Regions from separate parts of the Mus musculus genome. Here region 1 is linked to region 2. Evidence: chromatin contacts called from public promoter capture Hi-C data. All regions are on one chromosome and are shown on one strand. Each heading gives the region's core, a stretch centred on a gene start, on an enhancer-like site or on the middle of the called end of the contact. The rest is flanking DNA. Distances are from core to core; before and after follow the strand shown.

What was found. Promoter capture Hi-C pulls out the DNA fragments that hold promoters and counts their contacts.
Region 1: a contact with region 2 is called in a promoter capture Hi-C map of hippocampal neurons, with 1.8 times the contacts expected there. The contact joins the promoter of Zdhhc23 here to the enhancer-like site in region 2. A contact is called at or near these places in 3 of 39 promoter capture datasets (the C10 cell line, hippocampal neurons and pre-B cells), 5 of 484 Hi-C or Micro-C datasets (CD4 T cells, cerebral cortex, cranial neural crest and 2 more), 2 of 115 datasets of contacts at active chromatin or transcription factors (bone marrow-derived macrophages and embryonic stem cells) and 2 of 9 other capture datasets (adipose tissue and pancreatic islet).

Annotation. Positions count from the first base shown.
Region 1 is chr16:43,978,315-43,982,170 of GRCm38.p6, reverse strand. It overlaps Zdhhc23 (zinc finger, DHHC domain containing 23), which reads left to right and starts at 2,362. Exons shown (of 5, transcript NM_001007460.2): 1 at 2,362-2,712; 2 at 2,995-3,263. The coding sequence starts at 3,121. Gramd1c (GRAM domain containing 1C) reads left to right here. Exons shown (of 17, transcript NM_001359085.1): 17 at 33-1,821. The coding sequence ends at 113. Gm46552 (a long non-coding RNA gene) reads right to left here and starts at 2,298. Exons shown (of 2, transcript XR_001781930.1): 1 at 1,933-2,298.
Region 2 is chr16:43,944,470-43,948,140 of GRCm38.p6, reverse strand. It overlaps Ccdc191 (coiled-coil domain containing 191), which reads right to left. Exons shown (of 16, transcript NM_027801.1): 10 at 3,411-3,502; 11 at 1,390-1,472; 12 at 613-714. Among named protein-coding and RNA genes, the nearest start is that of Zdhhc23, 34 kb to the left of the region's middle. Within about 2 kb of position 2,165, at least 11 of the 459 cell types and tissues checked have an H3K27ac peak or open chromatin away from gene starts, as enhancers often do. A contact at or near this core is called in hippocampal neurons, where this site is marked.

The DNA.
Region 1 (3,856 bases), core at 1,113-3,612, 34 kb before region 2:
TGAAGTCTGATTCTTGATCATTTTGTTTGCAGCTGAAGAGCTCACTCATTATGCTTCAAAAAACCTTTGATTTACTAAATAAGAACAAGTCTGGGGTGGCTGTGGAGAGCTAGTGCTGAAATGTGGAAACCAAAGAGACATCTGGACCTAGAAGGCAACATCTGGAAGGAATCGGAGGATGAAGACTGTCACTGTCATAAGGACATTTCTGATATTTTTATTACCAGGATTTCTACCAGGAAAGCTGTATTTAAATAACATTTACTCAATGACTACTCTCCAATAGCCTTAAGACTCTATCTTTTCACTTCTTATAGATACTTTTAAGCTGTGAATTTCTCCAGTGAACCATGAAATATATTTTGGAATTGAAATTCTGTGACACAAAAGGGGAAGGAAGGCACTGTGGGTAGGATGGCTATTCTTCTATAGTGAGGCTTGCTACTTGATCCTTTAAATTTATGTTAGCACAGAGTCCCTGTGTGCCCAGGGTGGGGGTGGGGGGCTGCGTTTGTAACTGAGTTTAAGAGCCTAAAAAGGTAAGAAGAAACCCCTCAATCATTTATCACCTTAAAGGATCGTTTTCCAAGTGCATACATTCCAGGCTTGTATCTTTAAATTTTACAGTGCCTTCCTTGACTTGGCCTCAAGGCCAATGGTCAGACCTTTTGTATGTCCGAAAGAGTCATTGGCCATGTTGTATCTGAATGAAGGGATATATATGTATATATATACACACATATATACATGTACATATATATACATATGTGTGTGCATATATGTATGTACGTATAAGTACCAAAGGTGAGATTATCCTTTATATATCAAAAAGACTGAACAGTAATTTAGGAGAAGGAAGTATATAGGACATCAATGCTCATAATGAACTACTTTCAGTTTTAGAAGTCGTAAGATTATTATAAAATCTGGGCATTCCATGACAGATCAAATTGAGTCCATGAGTAATGCTTAGATTCAGCTTAGCAACACCCATGATAGAGGTGGCCCATCAGGTAGAAAATAATTAATCACTTTTCAGTAGCAGCTAACTTGTCTTGCTGGCAAATTATAAGCTGGACACAAACTTGCACTCAGCAATAAAGACTGGGGGGCATGCAAGCTGACCGGAGTTGAGAGGCGCAAGCTTGGGCTCTCGGGAAAACCACTCAGGCACTTGTGTCAGCACCAGTGGTTTGTGAAAATAAGGACTTGGCGACTTGACTTGAAATTAGCTGCGTCCCCCGGGATTTAGGAAATGTTCAGGACGTATTTATTGTTTTGTTCTCTAGCTGTCTTTCTAGAACACGCACATATATTTATTTTTATTGAATATCCATTGCCTTTAGTCAATGTTTCCTTTCCCTCAGTGTCACCAAAGCCAAATGTCATTGCTAACAATGTTTTTGAGACGCCTGTAGGGAATAAAAATACTGGCTAAAGGGAAGGGTTTCTCTTCATGAATCCTAACTAATCTCCCTGGGGCAGGGGGCTTCGGAGTAATACCTTCTGTTCTGTTCTGTTCTGTTCTGCTTTGTTTTGTTCTGTTCTGTTCTGTTCTGTTTTGTTTGTGATAAGAACATAGGAAGTCTCTGGCTGTGAGTTTGAGTGACTGGATTAGAAACTTCAGATTGTTAAATTTAGAAAAATGTTAACTGTCAAAGTGAATGCTTTTGTGGTTTCTCTTAAAGCACTTCACCATATACCTCAAAGATTACCAACGTCACTTTGTAGATAAAACACTAAATATGTACGTAGAATTAATGAGATCTTAATCTGTTATGTATGGATTGACTTCAATAAAACCGGAAATGTTTAAGTTGTCGTTTTTTCTTCTGTTTCTGCTTAAAACCAAACCAAAACCTAGAAAGCCTGGGGTAGGGAAAACCTGTACGTAGGCCCATAGTTCTTACAGATTTGTGCTGCAATACAAACCCAGAGGGGACTCTCTTGGGCAATTTCATTGCAAATGTGCAGACTACTGAATCAAAAGTACCACCGAGGCCTGGCTGGAAAGCAGCTCCATCCTCCAGGACTCGCGAGCGAGAACAAGTTGGATAAGCCGGGCTTGGGGTCCACAGCGGGCCTCAAGGGAAGGCGGGCGACTCGTGGGGTGGCACCTCTGAAGGCGGCCAAGGTGCGGATCGAACCCCAACGCCTGTTGCCGGCGCTGGAGGACCGCAGGCGACCGGCGGAACTCTGGCGGCGCGCGAGCGCCGGGGTCCGATCCCGCACCCCGGCGGCACCGCGAGGGCCCCGGCGCAGGTGCGAGGTGGCCCGGCCGGAGCGCGGCGGGGGAGGGGCCTCGTGGGCAGGCGGCGCACGTGCGGGCGGCGGGATCCCGGCGCCGGGGGCGGGGCACCCGGAAGCGCGCGCCGACCTGCGGAGCGGCGACCGGGGGCGACTGGCTCGCTCGGCAGGCGCGCGCACCGGCGGTGCTCACAGGTGGGCGACTCCGCCCGGCACTCCCGAGCCTGCCGTGCGGGGTCGCAGGCTCAGCCGCGCCCAGGGGAGTCGGTCCTCCTCCCGGTCCCCGCCTCTGTCGGGAGGGCAGGTAACTTCCCCGCCAAGGTCATTCTCCAGGCCCGCCCACGCCCTCGGAGCGGCGGGTTCGGAGTGGGCTGGACGGGCGACCTCGGGGCTGCTGGGGCTCCTGGCATCCCCGGGCCGGTGGGTGGTTGCAGCGCCAGGGCGTCGCTGCCTGCACCTGCGAGGGTGAGTTTCCACGGCGCGCAGCCTTGGGGTGGGGACAGCCCGGCCCTTTGAGCCGGCACCCTCAGGTGAACTGGGCCGCCCTAGCTCTGCTGTCCCGGGCCGCGTGGTCGGCTGTCGCCATGGGAACGGCTGGTGCCCAGATGTTGCTAGCCTAGCTGGGAAGGGGAGGGGAAGGTGCTCAGAGCCCCAGAAGTCAAGGAACCCTCCTGTCAGGCCACGCGGAGCCCGAAAAGCCTGATGAAAGCAGGACCCTTCCCCCCTTTTCATTTTTTTATTGCTCAGGCGTTGGCGTTAATGAGAAGCAAGGATGTGTTTACAGGATGTGAGTTGAGTTCTTGCCACCTTTACCTTCTGTGAGCTTCTTATGCCTCATGGTGACAGGTACAAATCCGTACACTAAAGGGCAATATGAAGCCAGTCAAAAAAAAGAAAACCGAAGAACCTGAATTGGAGCCCCTGTGCTGTTGCGAATACATAGATCGAAATGGGGAAAAGAACCACGTGGCTGCCTGTTTGTGTGATTGTCAAGACCTCGATGAAGGCTGTGACAGGTAAGCTTACAGTTTCCAGATGCTGACCCCACTGGTTCTGTTGAGACCTACATATGTATATATATTCCTTCAGGTTTGCCGTCCAGAATGCTGAGGTTTGTTCTTGCTATTCCAAAGGATCTAAAATAGAGGATTGGTTTTTTGCTGTCAGGTGTGAGGATTTTAACAGTTTTCATTTTAAAGGATCATGGAGGATAGTAGGGTAGATTAGATGTATATAAGAACGCAATCCAGCACACACACTGCAAGTTTAAATGGACACTCCAGAAAGTTCTGTATTTTCAGTGATCTTAGTAGGACCCATGCATGGGGTTGTTCTCACGTGGTCACATGAACTTGAAGGGTAAAAGATAGCTTCTCTGTTCTCAGTTCACCCTGTATTTCCAGAGAGAGAGGCCATGTACACCTTGTGGGGAGTGACTGTTTTTCTGTGTGTAGCAACACAGTCCTGGTTGGAATATTGTCTTATCTTTGGCCTTTACTTTTACCACAATCTCAGCGATGGAGATTGCTATCTAAAAAGAGAGTTTTTAACCTCTGTTAAAACCAGTTTGTATCAAGCAGCAATAAACTGCTTTTAGCCATTTTTCTAA
Region 2 (3,671 bases), core at 916-3,415:
TGGTATGTTATGTCTCTTTTCTGGAGACTTCATAATGTCTGGGAAGATGTCAAAAGTTTTGGGAAGTCAACTAATTAAGGAACTTTGTTTATCTTAAACAGCATTTTCTAAAACCATCTGACTACCGAATTTACACTTTCTCAAAACAACTTACTATTTCAGGAACTACTAGGACGACATGGAATATAACACATGTTGGGGAAATGTGTTTTAGAATCTCTCACCAGTTTTAAAGGAAAGAAACAGCTGCTTTTAGAGATTTCTTATGTTGATTTAGCAAAGGATGAAAATGCTTTGACTGTCTCTAAAATCTATGTGTATTTTGCCTCATATGACTTCTTGATTCCTTTTGTTCTTTGTAGCACCCAACAAAGACTACTACTATATTTTCTCCAAATGTAAGGTCCTATCTTTTCAACTAGCATTTAATAACTTGCTTTCCCAGCATCTCTGAAATGTATTTTCTTCTGTCCATCGCTCTCTCCACCCATTCACCACCTTTGCTGAGAGCATCCTATGCTCTAGGTACACCTATGGCCAACACAATCATGAGGAGAGAGATCACTATCAGTGGGCTTCAACAAAGGGACAACTGGCAAAGACTCTACTAACCATCTTCTTCAGCCTCCTTTCCTCTCGTTTTCTCTCCAGCTGGGCTTCCTTTTCTTCTGCATCCTTCTTTTGGCGTTCTTCCTCTTGGGCTTTTAACTGAGCCTGAACGAAATCAGAAGACATAAAACTCAGAATCCTTCCTCCGAGTAGAAAAGGAGGAGGTCTTTGGTCCTGAGGCAGCAAAGTATCTACCAAATGCCTGTCCTCCTGGACTATGTATGCCTTTTGTGACAGGAAGGAAAGACTCAATTAGCATGTCCTATAACTTAGGGGTCTCTCTGAAAGGACCTTCTCCTGCCCATGAATATAGCAGTCTACTTTCATGATAAAAGTGACTATTTTCAGTTCTTACTTTTTGTGAAGAAACCCAGATAGCTGACCCCAAACAGAACTGTTATTTTTCTCTTATAGATGCAAAATTTCCTTTTGACAGTCTAAGTCAAATGTTGGGGGATAAGAACTACTGTCCTTTGGAAAGTCATTGGGTCAATATACAATCAATATACAATGTATCAACATACAGCATGCTAATTTTGGTTACCTGGGAATTTTCCAATCTGCTAGCTGCCATTCACTTTTGTAACATTTCCTTTCTGCTCTGCCAATGATGAATGAACCTTTCTTATTTTCCTAAAACTGAAATCAGAGGGGTAGGCCACAGCTGTTCTCAAGTTGCTCTAATCTACTGTCTCAGAAGGCATGGACACATAAAGTTCCAGGTTTTGAAATCTGAACAAATCGCTTTTCTTGCCTCAGTTTGCATTCTGAATTTATTACCAATTTGTCTTCTTCTTGTTTTTTCTTCTTTTCTGCCAAGATCTGCCTACGTTCAGCTCGTTGAATTGCTCTCTCTTCCATGGCTAAAAAATAGTAACATAGTCCCAATATAAAAAAAATATGAAGCACTCTGTAAAATAAATGTCTCCATATTATAGCCACATTTAGAGTTACCATTACGGTTTTCTTGTAAGTTGAACCTTCTGACATATGGAGCTTATTCAATTCAACAGGTTAAAGATCTAACATTAGCAATGATGAAAAATATATATGCTCATTACATTTCTGTTCATATTTCTTTAGAATATATTTCTATTGGTTTAAATAAGACAATGTTCTTGGATGGTGGACTTTTAGTATATGAAACTCAGAAGCCAGAATTTTAATACATTGCTGATGAACACACAAACACAAATGTAACTACAGCTAACAAGCACTTAGAAAGTAGAAAAATTCCTTAAATTTCCTTAAAAGTCACTTATGTGCAGCTATTCATTTTTCTGAAGTCGTTGTTCATGTGTCTGTAAGGGTCATGGGGAATATATTTCAGTGTAGTGTAAGACCCAGGCACCCAGATGGGCTGGGAATGGAAGTGAACCAGGCATTTGGAGAACTGGCAGCAGAATGATTTTGAGTGTCAGACTCCTGTTCTTGACAGTTTATTAAATATCGATCCAAAAGAAACAAATGTGCAAGATGGTCTGATAATATGACTGTACTCAGGCAGGGCTGGCCCAGGAAGGGGCACAGGCCTCAGAAGCATCGAGTTCTGCTCACAAAGCCAGCCAGCCCACTGGTACTTTCAGTTCCTTGGGTCATGTTACAGAGGAAAGAAGTTAAGTCCAAGTTTTAAGAATTAATAAACAAAAACCTCAGCAAGCTATTTCTTACAGCTATGAACTGTCTGCTTTGCCTCAGAGGATTAGCGGTGCTAGCACAGATGGCAGGGAGACTGTCCTTAAGGAGGAGAAATAGACTAGAGATTAAAGTGAAGAGCCCGAGAAGCAGAGGCTCGGAAAACAGCTCTCCCCATCTCTCCTAGATTGAATCATTAAAGTCTACTTAAGAAATAGACTGGGATTCTGAAATAGCTAAGTCATTGATCAAACAATAATTTCAAAAACTTATCACAATGAACTGGACATTTCCTGATCGGCCTTAGCTGCTGCCCTGCCAGATGGCTGGTATATAGCCAGGCAATCTCTTCATTGACAGGAACTGACTAGACACACAGTGTCCTTCAGATGTCATTAGTTCTTGCCAGGGCAGCAATTTTACGATAGGTTTAAAAAACCTCATATTTACAGAAATCTATTGTCAAAGAACTCACCACCCCATGTACACACACACAGGAGCAGCTATGTGATAAACTCAATTAGCAGAATTACAAGGAGTAATGTCTCTTACACATGTTGTTAAGGAATACCTCTATCTTAAAGCATTAGTTTTTAAATATAAAGAGTTCCATATGCAACTAAAATACTATCAAATTAAACTACCTGGTTTATACATCTCATTACCAAAATGCTACTATTAAAATATAATGTGTCATAAAGTGACAGAATCACGGGACTGGAATTGCTATCAGCTCATTGGTATTTTGGCATTGATGACGGCATTGATAATGGCAGATGAACTTTACCAATATTTATTTAGCCTTAGCTGCCACTCAGAGTTTTCATTTGTGTACTTCCCCCCCCCCCCAGTGTGTATGTGTGTGTGTGTGTGTATGTGTGTGTATGTGTGTGTGTGTGTGTGTGTGTGTGTGTGTGTGTGTGTGGTGCATGTACAAGGGCATATACTCATGCACATGGTAGTTATGGGAAGGCCATAAGAGTTGGCAGAAGGGCAAGGAAAAAGAGTAGTGGAGGCTCCCTGGTGCACTCCATTCCTCCCATGGCTACAAATCTCGGCTCTTCCCCAGGCTCTACCTAGTGTCAAGAGCTGTAAGCACCCAGCCCAGACACACACTACTCCAGTGGAAAAGGCAACCATCATGGAGACCACTGGGGCAGTCTTGCCTTTCAGTAAGGGATGGGGTGCTGTTGGCTGCTTCAGGGTCCTTCTGGATGCAGAAAGGGGTTTTCTGCAATCAGTTCTACTATCTTCACACCTAGGGGATGGAACAGATGAAGTGAAAGAAAATAAGGAGAAAAAGACAAGAAAGACAATTGTGATCAATAGCTAGCTTCCTTCAAAGCCTTTATAGCTGAAAAACTCAAAGCACTATACCGAGTTCAATGTAATTCCCAGTTAACAAGTTATTGTACCCAGACTAAAGT